2 separate regions of the Sus scrofa genome follow, and region 1 is linked to region 2. Evidence: chromatin contacts called from public HiChIP or PLAC-seq data. All regions are on one chromosome and are shown on one strand. The core of a region is the stretch at or near the end of the contact, and the rest is flanking DNA. Distances in the headings are between cores, read along the strand shown.

Region 1 (6,500 bases), core at 1,984-4,483, 100 kb before region 2:
GATCCAAGCCGCGTCTGCAACCTACACCACAGCTCACGGCAACACCGGATCCTTAACCCACCGAGCAAGGGCAGGGATCGAACCCGCAACCTCATGGTTCCTAGTCGGATTCATTAACCACTGAGCCACGATGGGAACTCCTAAATTTTACATTTTAATTTAACTTTAAAAACTGATATACACTTCAGCTACCAAAAATTCTGAAAGTATACGTGGAACAATCTGGGTACATCAATCCGCACTTTGAACTGTGTGTTTAATGAACTCCAAATAAAGATCAAGTGTTTCTGATGAAAATTTAGTGTCCAAATTGAGATGTGCTCTAAGTACAAAATACTCGCCGGATTTTTAAGACGTAGTACAAAAAGGGAAAAATCTTTCATTAACAGTCTTTATATTCATCACATGTTGAAATATTTTGAGTATACTGGTTAAAGATGACATTAAAATTAATTTCACTTGTCTTTTACTTTTTACTGCATCTACTAGGCAATGTAACACGGCATGTGTGGCTCACACCGGCATACTGGAGAGCACCCAGCCAGCAGAACTAAGATAGATGAAAGAGGAAAGGGATTGGGAGCAAGAGGACCAAATGGATACTCTTCTTGCCAATAGTCCAGAAGAGACACAGGCTGAATTATCTAAGAGCTACCCATCTTCAAAACCTAAGACATACTACTACCTCCAAAGCTTTTCCAACCACAGCCATTCCTAATGAGATGCCTTTCTCCGGACTACTGGGGCACCTAATCTTCTGTAGCATTCACTTCAGCATTTGATCACTTACCACCTGTCATTTCTACTTAATTTGGGGGTAAGTTGTTTTTCAGATTAGACTACCAGCTCCTAGGCTACAGCATTTGATCACTTACCACCTGTCATTTCTACTTAATTTGGGGGTAAGTTTTTTTCAGATTAGACTACCAGCTCCTAGGCTAAGGGCCACAATTCAAGCATCTTTAATTTTTCCACATCGTGGGGTGCATTTTCAAAACTTTCAATAAGCAGAGATACATGGCTCCATACATTCCCTCACACATTGTGGAGGCACTCATGTAGCTAATTTTACTTTTCCACAGCAGAAGGGTTTTTTTTCTTTTTCTTTTAAGGGCTGCACCTGTGGCATATGGCAGTTCCCTCCAGGCCAGGGGTCTGAATTGTAGCTACAGGTGCCGGCCTATACCACAGCCACAACAAAGCCAGATCCAAGCCTCATCTGTGACCTACACCACAGCTCATAGCAATGCCAGATCCTTAACCCACTGAGTGAGGCCAGGGATGGAACCCATGTCCTCATGGATACTAGCTGGATCCATTTGCACTGCGCCACAACGGGAACTCCCACAAAGCAGAAGGTTTTGACATCTTAAGAACATGAGCTAAAATGATGTCAAAGTCAAGCAAGACTCAAGGCCAATGTTCCAATAAAGCAGTGATATCTAATCAGTGAGCAAGCACTGGTGAACTGCACTGGCTACCATCAAGAAAAAAAAAGTCAAGATGGCAAAACAATTTTGCATTTTCACAAATCCCATTAAAAATTTTAAAATTCTGATTATCTACAGTCTCCACAGCCAGAGATAACCTTTGCAACCCTAAGCATTAAGAACGTTCACTCAAGGAAAAAACAGTTTTCACATTTAAAAATTATCCCCTAAAAATCAATCCTAATAAACCACACATTTTCCAGGTAGAGAGCCACATATTACCAATAATCTAAACTCAGCGTTTTTCCATTTATATTAAAGTCAGGTTAAAAAAAAACTTTTAAAGGCAATGTTAGAAATACATAAATATATTTAACTGTATCATGGGTAATAAAGTATTTAACTTAAAGTACCATTTAAATTTTGTAAAATGAACCGTAAAAAAAAAAAAATAACACTCAAGCAACTGGTCAACTTTTACCCCTACAGAAATAGGAAGCTAGTAGCAACTAGTTGAAAGCAGAGGCACTTTAAGGTCATTGGCACTGATTTTTCCAGAACGTTGCAGTTCTCAGATTGTTTTGTTTGACATTTAAAACAAAAGCTGACAAGTTATAACAACAGAATCAATCTTTTCTGCATTTGTTTAATGGCTACAAAGCCTATATAACAGAGTGCAGTTAAAGCTTCTATCTCCAAACAAACAATTGAGCAATCAAAGATGGAGTCACGACACTTCTTAGGGAAAAATAAGTTAGGACAGCTCTAGTCTCAAAGGCAGAAAAAAGAAGAAATGGGGGAAACCTGTCAAATAGCCTGGATGAAATCAGGGAGTTAAAAAGAAAGCACTCATTTCCTTTAGCACTGTGGGAAAATCCCTGTGCTAACAGAAAGCTAAGGAAAGTTTGGTTTGGCTGATTTCATTTTGTTTTCCTTCCAACATCACCACTGAGTTTGAACAGCAGCTTTCCTCCCCTCCCATTACTCGGTAAAAACTCCCCCACTGAATAGAGTTGTCTTCCGGAGCCTCGCGCCCCCGCCTCCCAGCCTGCAAACGTGCTCAGACGCCTCTGGGCTTGTTGTGGTCTCGCCAGTCAGCGGGCCAGCGCTCCGAACTCAATGGACAATGGGAGCTCACCCCCGTCCACGCCAACTACAAAGCTCAGGAGGCCCATTTCCCTTTTCCTGCCCAGATGCTGTTTTTCCCCCTTCAAAGCAGGGCCCGGTGCTCCACTACAGCCCCACTTTGGTCTGGGACGCCTGTCTCCCTCCCCACCTGAGGAGCTGCTGAACCCCTCGACACCCCTCCATAAGTTGTAGAACGGCGCACAAGCCAAAGGAGACCCCCCCCCTCCCCAGGGGCTTGACTGGGGGCACGGTTTCAAAGTCCAGGTAGCACGAAGAGGGGATGTCTCTGGACGCTTTATCATAGCCCTCAAGGCTAAGCGGTCCCCACGCCAGACTCTACTTGTCTCCCCTCCCCCTAGAGCGAGAAAAGCGGGGAGGTGAGGGCAGGCAGCACTGCCGCCGCCTCCTCCAGTGGAGCCCCCTACGACACTCACCCTTTCACCACAAAGAAGGGGTCCTCCATGGACATGGCGTCCCGGCCCCCGGCCGCCTCACGCCTGCTCTGCGCACAGGGCGCCCGCGCCCTCCCAATCTCCCTCTGCCCACCCCACCCGCCTCGCGCAGCAGCCCGCGTCTCGGCCTGCGGGACCTGTAGCGGCTGCGCGCGCAGGCAGGGGTGCACCGGCCCGCCGCGGGTCCAGTACTCTGTCTGCACCTCAGACCGAAGCCGTGACTCTGGCGCCGGCCCCGGCGCGGCCCCCTCCTCGGCTCCTCCCGGCGCGTCCGGCCGCTTGGCCCCGCCCCCAGGTCCCTCAGCCTCGACCAATCACGAACGCCGTCAGCCGCACCACTTCCGCACTCGCGCTCACGTGACCAGAGCCCCCCCCACCCCCCATCAGCAGGGCCTGGGCCTTGCGTTACTCGACCCTGGAGGCGGGGCTCTGGCGGCGGCGGAGAGGGCGGGTCTTCTCAACACTCACCTCTCAAGATTCAGGGGGAGGAGCTGCTTGTTCCCTGGCAAGAAAGGTAGTCAGGTTTCCTAGATACGGAGATAGTATCAGCTTTGCACAATCTTTTCACCTTTCCTCTCCTTTTGATACTTATTTTGATAACATATAGATTTAGAAATCCATCTCGTCCTCGACTTAGAATAAAGCTCGTCTACCTTATCTGACTCTGATAATGTTGCACAACTCCTTTCTGTGGGTCTTATAGTGCCCAGCAAGACGCTGAAGGCTGTGAGTTATCTCAGTATCCTTGGAGGGGAAGGTATTATTATTCCCATTTTGCAGATTAGAAAAATTCATATAGGTTTCAAGATTTCTTGTGCTCACACAACCTGGACAGGGCAGAGCCCCAGATTCTGTGCACTTTCCACCAGGCTAGGATGTGTTTTTGTGTGTGTTGCGTTTTTTGTCTTTTCTGTGTTCTTGAAGTGATCAGTAAGATAATTTTTTCATACAGCATATGGTGCTTCCTGGAAGAGAGCATTTTTGAAGGACAAAGAAGGGGCCAGGTCTGGCAACTTCTTACCAGCTAAGTGGTTCAAGAGCTCTTCCAGGAAGCCTTTTGGTCAGAACAGTTTATCAAACTCATACGCTAGATAGTCTATGGGTTTTGCGAACTTTAATTGCTGATTATCATTGAGCACATACTGTGTGGCAGGCACTGAGCTTAGTTTATCTCAGGTGCTCTCACAATGTTGTAATCCCCATTATACAGATAAGAAATCTGAGACTTGGAATTTAAGTGACTGGCTTAAAGTTAGCAGTCTTTTTGAAGATAGAAGAGTCCTCAGAGCCAGACAAACCCTGTTTGAACCTGGGTTCTGTTATTCAGTCTCTCATCTATAAAATATGAATATTTAGCTCATAGATTGTTGTGAAGTTTAAATAAAAATGGCTAGATGGAGTTCCTGTTGTGACTCAGTGGGGTTAAGAACCCAACTAGTATCCATGAGGATGTGGGTTCCATCCCTAGCCACGCTCAGTGGATTAAGGATCCAGAGTTGCCTTGAAGTGCAGCATAAGCCAGCAGCTGCAGCTCCTATTCGACCACTAGCCTGGAAATTACACGTGCTGCAGGTGCAGCTCTAAAAGGGGAAAAAAAAAAAAAAAAAAGCCTGGAAACCCCAAGTCTCCCACAGAGTGAGGAAGTGAAGTTAGGGAAACCAGTCTGGAAGCTGCTGTGGTCATCTCACCTGAAGGGATGAGGACTAGACCAGGACAGCAGGGATTGTAAATGGAGAGGAAGGAGAGAATCTGATAGATGTTTCCAAGGAAAAACAAAACAAAACAACTAGACTTGATGAGAGATTGAATGGGATCAGGGAGGAAAGAGGTAAAAGTCAAAGACTCCAGGCTTCTCCAAGACCCTGGAGGAGCGATGGAGGTCAGATGTGGGGGGGAACCCTCCTGGAAGAGAACTGTTTCAGTTCTGAACATATTGAGGTGAGGAATTGAAAAGGGATCATCTTTCATTCATTCAACAAACACATGGAAATTGAGATGAGAATGGTGATTAAGATCCAGAGTTGCAACCAGATTACTTGGGTTTGAATCCCAGTTCTGCTACTTCCTGATTATTGCACCTTGGGCAAACTGCTTAGTCTCTGTCCTCAACTATGAAATGGACACCACAAAACACCTCCCTCATAAAGTGGCGTGAGGACTGAATGAATTAATGTCTGAAAAACGCTCAGAACAGTGCCTGGCATGTGTTGTTCTCTTACTGTGCGCTAGGTACAGAGGACACAGAGATGAACACGTTTGGTCCTTGCCATCAAGGAATTCTCAGACTGGTGGGAGAGACAGGCCATTATACAAAATGAGAAAAGAGCATGGGTCGCCATAGAAACGCAGAAAAAAGCTACCAGTTTATTTGTGTTTGGGGGGGAGAGTGGGTTCTAAACAATGGCTAGGGGCAGCCAGGAGACAGCGTGGCAGCCTGGAGGGCAGCCGTGGCAGAGGGCATTGCTGGAGGGGAAGAAATGAGATTGTGGCAGCAGGAACTAAGGCTGAAAATGGGCAGAGCTAGTTAATCGGGGCCCTTGATTGTGATGTTAGGAACTGTGGAGCTGCTGCTATACATCACGATAGCTGAGGGATAATGCTGGCATTTGAGACAGGTGCAGCAGTGGCTGAAAAGTCATCTGGAAGGTCATGGTCCAGAGAAGGGATGGGGATGTCCTGAGATGGGCTCACTGCAATGAAGATGGAGAGGAGGGGTAGATATGTTAAAAAAAAAATACTTAGAGGCAAAATCTGGGCACCTGGTGAATGAATGGTTCAGGATATTGGGAAGTTGGGGAAGGAGGAAGGAAAGTTTCTGGAGTTGGAAGTGGGTAACTGTTAGTTCCAATCACTAATAACACAGGAGGGTTAGATTGAAGGTAGATATAAATTAGCTGCTAGTATATTGGTTTTCCCCACTAAACTGGAAGCTCCTGGAGAAAGGAGACTATCTTAATGTGAGAATCACCTCAATGCCTGGCATAGCCTCTTATTATCTATTCCGTGGATTTATTAATTAAACCACAAATGAGAGGTCAGAATTTAATAAGCAGAAATCAAGAGGACGGAGGACTTGGAAAAGCCCAATGTAATCAGGGGTTTGGAAAAATACCAACAATGGAGATAGTGGAGGGTCGGGATAGGAAACGTGTGTGTATGTGCAGGGGGTCCCTTTCTTTAATATGTCACCTCCTTCACCCTCTCTCAAACCAACCTAGACCTTGGCCTCCACTGCCCCAGGGAAAGGGAAGTATAGGGTAAAATGTAAGGAGAAACAAAGGAAGCTATTTCTTTTCTAAGTTTAACAGGCTCCAGGTTCTGGCATAAACAATAACACAATAACTCAGGAAGAATACTCAGCAAAAAAACATCTCCTCAACCCCCCCATCTTTCCCCCCCCCCGCAAAAAAAAAGAAGAATGAAAAATTCTCATGGAGTACAATAATCAAAATAGTAGTTGCCTTGGGGTGGGGAGTATTGACTAGGAAAG
Region 2 (6,543 bases), core at 2,831-5,330:
CACTGCGCCACGACGGGAACTCCTTGATCTCCCTTTTTAAAGCGCCTCCTTCTTCTGTAGTCTCTTGTTTGATCCTGCTTATTTCCTTTGAAGAAGCGATCACAGTCTGCGGTGCTCATGTGTTTACGTGTGCCTTCGTATGCTGTGTCTCCCCCGCCAGAACGTCATTTCGAAAGCCCAGCTTTGGAGTTCCGGTCGTGGCTCAGTGCAAATGAATCTGACTAGTGTCCATGAGGACGCGGGTTCGATCCTTGGCCTCGCTCGGTGGATTAAGGATCCCGCCTTGCCGTGAGCTGTGGTGTAGGTCGCAGATGCAGCTCAGATCTGGCATTGCTGTGGCTGTGGTGTAGGCCGGCAGCTGTAGCTCCGATTCGACCCCTAGCCTGGGAACCTGCATATGCCGTGGGTGCAGCCCTAAAAAAGAGAGAAAAAAAGAAAAGGAAGCCCAGCTTTGTCCAGCCTCTTGATGTCATAGCGGCAGCGCCCAGAACAGTGCCTGAGAATGAGGGTGTTCATAAATGTTTGATGAATGAATCTCTGAATGAATCTAGAGCCTTCGGAAAGAGCATATGAAACAATGTCCCCACAACAGGGGCATTTTACAGAGCATGACAGGATTTGGGGAGACAGACACTGCATAACCCTACAGAATCCTGCTGATTGAGGACTGGCTCAAAGTCAAAGTCAAGGCCGAGTTGTGTAAGGCCTCAGTGGTTGGAGGGCATCTGCTGGGGTGGGTGAGGATGAGGTTTAGAAGCACAGATCCTGGGGTCACTGCTGGCCTGGAATGGTGTATGGGCTGAGGTTTCCAGGAGGGTCCCAGGGACGTACAGCAGCCGCTGGTTAGGACTTTGTTGCATCTGTGCTCATAAGGAACCCGGGCTGTGTGGTTATAGAAACAAGCCCCACCTTCCCATCCATATTAAGTGGAATGAGAGTGATATGGCTGGGGTGAAAATAATCAGTTTAATTGGTTTTAAATATGCTAATGCCTGTTCCAAAACACAGTGATGTGAGCAGATGTGAGCACACCTTTGGGGGTGTGACCTTTATGCCACAAGGTGGGGTGACATGAGTGAAGCAGATGCTACAAAGATAACTTAGGAATGCATTTAGAGAGTCAAGTAGAGATCTCGGGGAAGAGAATTCAAAATGTGTGAAGAATTCGGTGGTAAGGGGAGCTGAATGTGAGGCAGAAGTTCTTTTAGATGTTTGTCTTGGGCCATGAGAGAGAAATGAGATATTATTTTTGCAATATTAGAATAACGGATTTTCAGTCTCAGTAGTCAAGGTGCCCCTATGCACTGAATCAGTGGGTTTGTGGCTTCAGGGGAGACTCACGCATCCTATAGGACAAAGAAGTCTTGCTCAGCTTTGCATTTCGATTTAGAATATTACAAGCCCGTAGGATGCAAATAATCAAGAACTTGAAAGCTGGGTTGTTGAGAGGGAGATTTTCTGTTTTCCAAGAAGATCCCTTTTTTGTATCTAGAGCACAGCGTGGGGATCTAAGCGTAGAGTGATGTGTGAAGCCAGGGTGCAAGGAGCAGAGGGTTCGACACAGAGGAAGCGCCAGCCACTCAGGAAGGAGGCAAAACCCATGTGGTGCTGGGAGAAGCTTGTTTGAGGGTCAGAGGGTAAGATGCTGTGTGAGTCCACCTTGGATTCCAGGTGGAGTGGCCGAGCTGGTTGAAACAGCCCAGATCTGGTGACAGACAACAGGAAGGAGGGGTGCTTATGCCATTTCACTTTGGGAGGAGAATCTCTTGCAGGTGTCTGTACCGGGCAGTCACAGCCCTGTAGGAATGCTGTTATGTTTCAGCAGAGGGAGGGCCTGAGACGGTGGCCCTTGCTTCTCCAAGCCATGCATGAGGGTGGGTCCACAACCTCCCAGATGACCCCTAGGAAGGAAGTTTGGAAATAAAAGCCTCACCCCAGTGAGGAGTAATGGGATTAGGGGTATGCCAAGGCTGAGTCTTAGTGTGGACAACCAGAGCTGGGACCAGAGGGAGGCTGTGGCTGAGCCCTGGTGGGGCAGGGGTGCCAGGGGCTGAGGGTCCATGCTGCAGGGCGATGGCCAGACTGCCTGGGCTCTTTGAGCATCCCAAATCCAGTGGGACAAGGGCGGGAGAGGATGTGGTTTCAGGACAGTGCTTGAGAAAGTCACTTAAGGGTTTTCATTCATAAGATCAAACTGATTCCCCGGTGTGAAATACTAAGACACACACAAAATGAAGGGGTTGTCTGGTCTGGTCTCATTCTTCTCTGGTCAGTTCATTTCTGGAGCACTGAAGTCACACTGGCGTCCTCCCACCTTGAGACCGAATTGATAAAGCCTCTCGCACTCCCAGGAGAGAGGTGAGAAACTGCCACGTGAGAGGAGGTCAGAAGGAATTGAGAACGTGTAGTGAGGAGAAGGACAATTCAGGAGTGACTCACTGCTTAGTTCGTTCATGGTCCCAAGAGTGGCCTTGATGTGTGGACATTGCAGGGAGAGGTATTCCAGCTCTAAACAGACCTGTCTAGTGATTCTCAGCTGGAGTAGCCTGAATCAGGACGTGATGCCCTTCATGAAGCTGGTGTATCTAAGCCCAGGCCGGGACATCATGCAGGAGAGTCAGACATCTGTCTGGGTCATAGGCCTGGACAACCTTCAAGATGTCTTCCAATCTTAAAGGTTTGTGGAGTGCTGAATGAAATTCTAATTTTATAATCTCTGACTCAGATGCTTTGAGTCAGAGGATCTGAGTGGAAGGATCCCAGCTCCTTGTCAGACAGACCAAAGTTTCTAAGATTGGCTGTCATTTGCTAGCTTTGTGACCCTGGAGAATTTCCTTCAACTTTCTGGTTTTTGGGTTTTTTTGTCTTTTTAGGGCCGCACTGGTGGCATATGGAAGCTCCCAGGCTAGGGGTTGAATTGGAGCTATAGCTGCTGGCCCACACCAAAGCCACAGCAAGGCCAAATCCGAGCCATGTCTGCGACCTACACCACAGCTCATGGCAACGCTGGATCATTAACCCCCTGAGTCAGGCCAGGGATCGAACCTGTGTCCTCATGGATGCTAGTCAGATTCGTTTCCACCGAGCCACAATGGGAATTCCCCCCTCAATTTTCTGAATCTCAGTTTTTCATCTAAAAGATGACAGTACCTTTCCTGGCAGAGTTTTGTTGGTATTAAGTGAAACAGTGTAACAGAAGATGAAAAAAAAAAGATCAAAGCAGATTGTGTGTGTGTTAGCAGGAGCGGGGAGAATACAGGACCTCGGCAGTGCTATAAAACTGTACTAGTGCCTACTGGTTAATTTTTGTCTTCGTAAGACCAGGTTACGAGCATCAGGATTAATGACAGGATAAAATAGACTCTGATGGGATGTGGACAGATTTTGGCTTGGATCCTCTTAGCAAGGAAGGGAAGGGTGGGGCCTGGGAGGAGAGGAGGCACCTGTGACTGTGCCGGGGGAGGGGCAGGAGGAAGTCACCCTCTGGCTCTGTTCCTGGGGTTTCTGGCCATGGAGGAGTCTGCTGTGGAGGTGCCCACCCACAGGAGTGGGCCTGGACAAGACCGCCACGACTGGTGTGGCACTTTCAGCTGTGACAGGGACACGGGGTTTCTTTCAACCTTCCCACCTCAGCTTTCTGCCCCAGCTCCTTTCTCAGGCCCTCCTGGTGCCTCTGTCACAGTGTCTCCTCTTAGAAACAGCTCAGCTTGTTCACAAGGAGCTCTAAGTGGCTGACAGAGCTAAACACGCCACCACTCCCAGGGACACTGCACTTCAAGCCACGGGTGACTCTCTGCTGGGGTCCTCTCTTCCACGGCATGAGGGTCCTGGTGGGAGTGGGCACCTCTGGCACCGCCTTGTCTGGCACCGCCTTGTCTGGCACCGCCTTGTCTTTTTGCAGAGCTGACCTAGTCTTGAGTCCGGGTGGACAGACATGAAGGAACAGGCCCCAAGCTTTGCCTGGGGGGGCAAGGCCCCCCCCCCCCCCCCCCCCCCCCGCCCTGGTTGGAGGAAGTGAGTGGGTGGGTCCTGCCTCCCGCTGCATGCTGACTCAGTGATTCCTGGAAGGAGGTGATGTCATGATGTCATGGTGACGGGGCAGTTCCCTCCCCAGCAAAGTCGGTAGGAGAGTGTGTCTCACTGGCACTGAGGCCTGAGGCTCACTTAAGAGTGACCAAGTCCCCTGGATCTTGCAGGCCACTTAATGCCGCCTACAGTGACAGCTCCCTTCTCCAGATTCCCACAGCTGGGATCACTTGTCCCTGCGGTGATCCCATATTTGGGGCAGTCTTGGTTGATCTTAAGCATCCGGCCTCTTTCATTTTCCCTGTGAACACATTCAGAAATCCTAGAAAACCATCCTAGTCTGAGCATGCCTCCTGGGGCTTTGGGCGCAGGAGCCACCAAGCTGGCGCAAACCAGAGCACGGCATCACGGGTATTCTTGTGTCTTTCTCCAGTTTCACATCTGGATGTCTTTTCAACAGTATGAATGGCTCCTCAGAGTCAGAGCTGTGTCCTTTTATTTCTTTTGTCTTCTCCAGGACTCCCCTTCGGGCTGAGGGTGTGGGAAACTAAAAAGATTTGGGGGCAGGGTAGAGGTGTAAGCTCCCTCTCCTGTCCTTGTCAGCGCCCCCCTCCCTTTACTTTGTGGGGGTTGGAGGCATCTGCAGCAGGGGCCCTCTGGGTATGTGAGAACGCCACTTCTTCCAGATCAGATCAGCACTAAATTAAAAGGTAATGGTAGCCAGTCCTGGTGTGGGCTTGGGAAAAACCCGGCTGGATTTGTTGGGGCCTGGGGTGCTTTCAGAAAACCACTCCCTGCTCCCTTTTTCGCCAGAGACTCCCTGGGAGGGACGCGTGTCAGACCCATGTGGAGTAAGACAGGTCCTTTGTCAACTGGAGTCTGGATTCAAATGCCAGCCACCTCCCCTGTCGTTCTCCAGACCAGCTCCACATTTTACAAGGGAGCCCCCATGTGGCCTTGTGCTGCCCGATGCTGCCCCCTATAGGCGGTTAGGGGGCACAGCCCTCACGACTGAGCCTGTGCCACCGGGACGGTGGCTTTTCATCACTTAAAGCTGTCAGAACAGCTAATAGGCCATGAATATGGAGAAAATTAGGCTTCTCCAAGTGAATTGGGTGTTGAAAGACACTGAGATAAATGCTAGAGGTAGTGAGAATTGATGGATGGAGCCCTGCTTACTGCAGCCATCTCATTTAAGTCCAAGCTCACGACAGCCCTAGAGGGGAGGCAGGTGTTCTGAGGCTTTGTGTAATGCATGATGGAATCTAGTCTTAGAAAGTTAAATAATGGTCCCAAGGTTATATATCCAGTAAATGCTGGAGCCATGTCTTGAACTCAGTGACCCCAGAGCTTGGTGACATCTGCTGTGCCATCTCCCTGTGCTAAGAGGGCAGAAGCCGATCCAGGAGGAAGATTCCTTTATCTGTAGTGTGAACAGGGTTCTTTGGAATGAGGGTGAAATTTCACGGAAGGAGTTTTAGCTGTAGTCTCTATGATGTGATTTTAGGGATGCTGGGAAGGTCCCCCTCCCTGGACATATGCTCCCAACTTGCTCATCCCATTGCCTGGAATTTCATTGTAGGGAAGCCATTCTTTTGACTAACATGGGCCAGGAGGTGCTCTCTCCCTAGTTGGAAATATGGGTCCTAAGGGGAAGTTGCACATTAACCCTTGCATTGTCATTCTACCTCAGTGGGGATTAGCTTTTCTTTTTTTTCTTTTTTTTGGGGGGGATTAGCTTTTCTGATTGCTTTATCCCTGTGGGAGAGGGTTAAGAGTATATGGGGAACCTGAAGGACTGGGGTATCTCTGATCGTCTTCCTGGATGTCACAGAAACTCCCCAAGCTGAAAATGTCCCAAGCCAAATGCTTCTTCTCTCTGACCCTGTCCTTTTCTTGGGCATCAAACAGGCCCAGAAGTCTCCAAGTTCTCCTTCACTCCTCCACCTCATTGGTTCTGAAGTCCCACCTGGCCTGCCTCTGAAGTGCTTGAATCTTTCCTTTGCACACCCCCCACCTCTGGTCCTCTCAGGCCCTTGTCAGCTTGTCCCTGGCTTCTTTTTAACCCTAGGGCTTCACTCTTCAGATCCCAGAGCCGCAGCAGCAGCAGCAGCAGCAGCAGACTTTCTAGAGGGTAAATCTGATGTTGCTGCATTTCCTCTTCAGATCCTCCTCGCTCTTAAGGCATGCAGACTCCTTAGTGTTTTATCACAGGTCCCTCAGGACGTCATTGCCACCCTTTTCTTTAGCCCCAACTCTGTCTCCCCTCAGTACCTCCCTTCAGTCACCCTCCTCCATCCCATTTCTCAGTCTGATTGGCAGACACTTTTCCTTTGTCATCTTGAATGTTCCTTCACATCTTCATGCCTTTGCCCATGTGCCAGTTTGGTCAGAAAAGCCCTTCCCTTTGGTGGTCAGCTGACCGCACTTTGGTGAAGCCATTCCTGATTCCCACCTCTCTCCTCCAAGGAGGAGGTAAATTTGTAAATCTCTGTCTCCTCCATGAAGCCTGGATGC

The links. HiChIP or PLAC-seq counts read pairs in DNA pulled down with a chosen protein or histone mark.
Region 1: an H3K27ac HiChIP or PLAC-seq map of alveolar macrophages shows a contact between it and region 2. The contact joins the promoter of STX6 here to the enhancer-like site in region 2. A contact is called at or near these places in 4 of 47 Hi-C or Micro-C datasets (blood, embryonic fibroblasts and liver) and 2 of 2 datasets of contacts at active chromatin or transcription factors (alveolar macrophages and skeletal muscle).

Annotation. Positions count from the first base shown.
Region 1 is chr9:122,577,340-122,583,839 of Sscrofa11.1, forward strand. STX6 (syntaxin 6) reads right to left here and starts at 3,234. Exons shown (of 8, transcript NM_001243720.1): 1 at 2,993-3,234. The coding sequence starts at 3,027.
Region 2 is chr9:122,677,656-122,684,198 of Sscrofa11.1, forward strand. No RefSeq gene overlaps it. Among named protein-coding and RNA genes, the nearest start is that of IER5, 47 kb to the left of the region's middle. Within about 2 kb of position 4,081, at least 38 of the 83 cell types and tissues checked have an H3K27ac peak or open chromatin away from gene starts, as enhancers often do. A contact at or near this core is called in alveolar macrophages, liver and skeletal muscle, where this site is marked.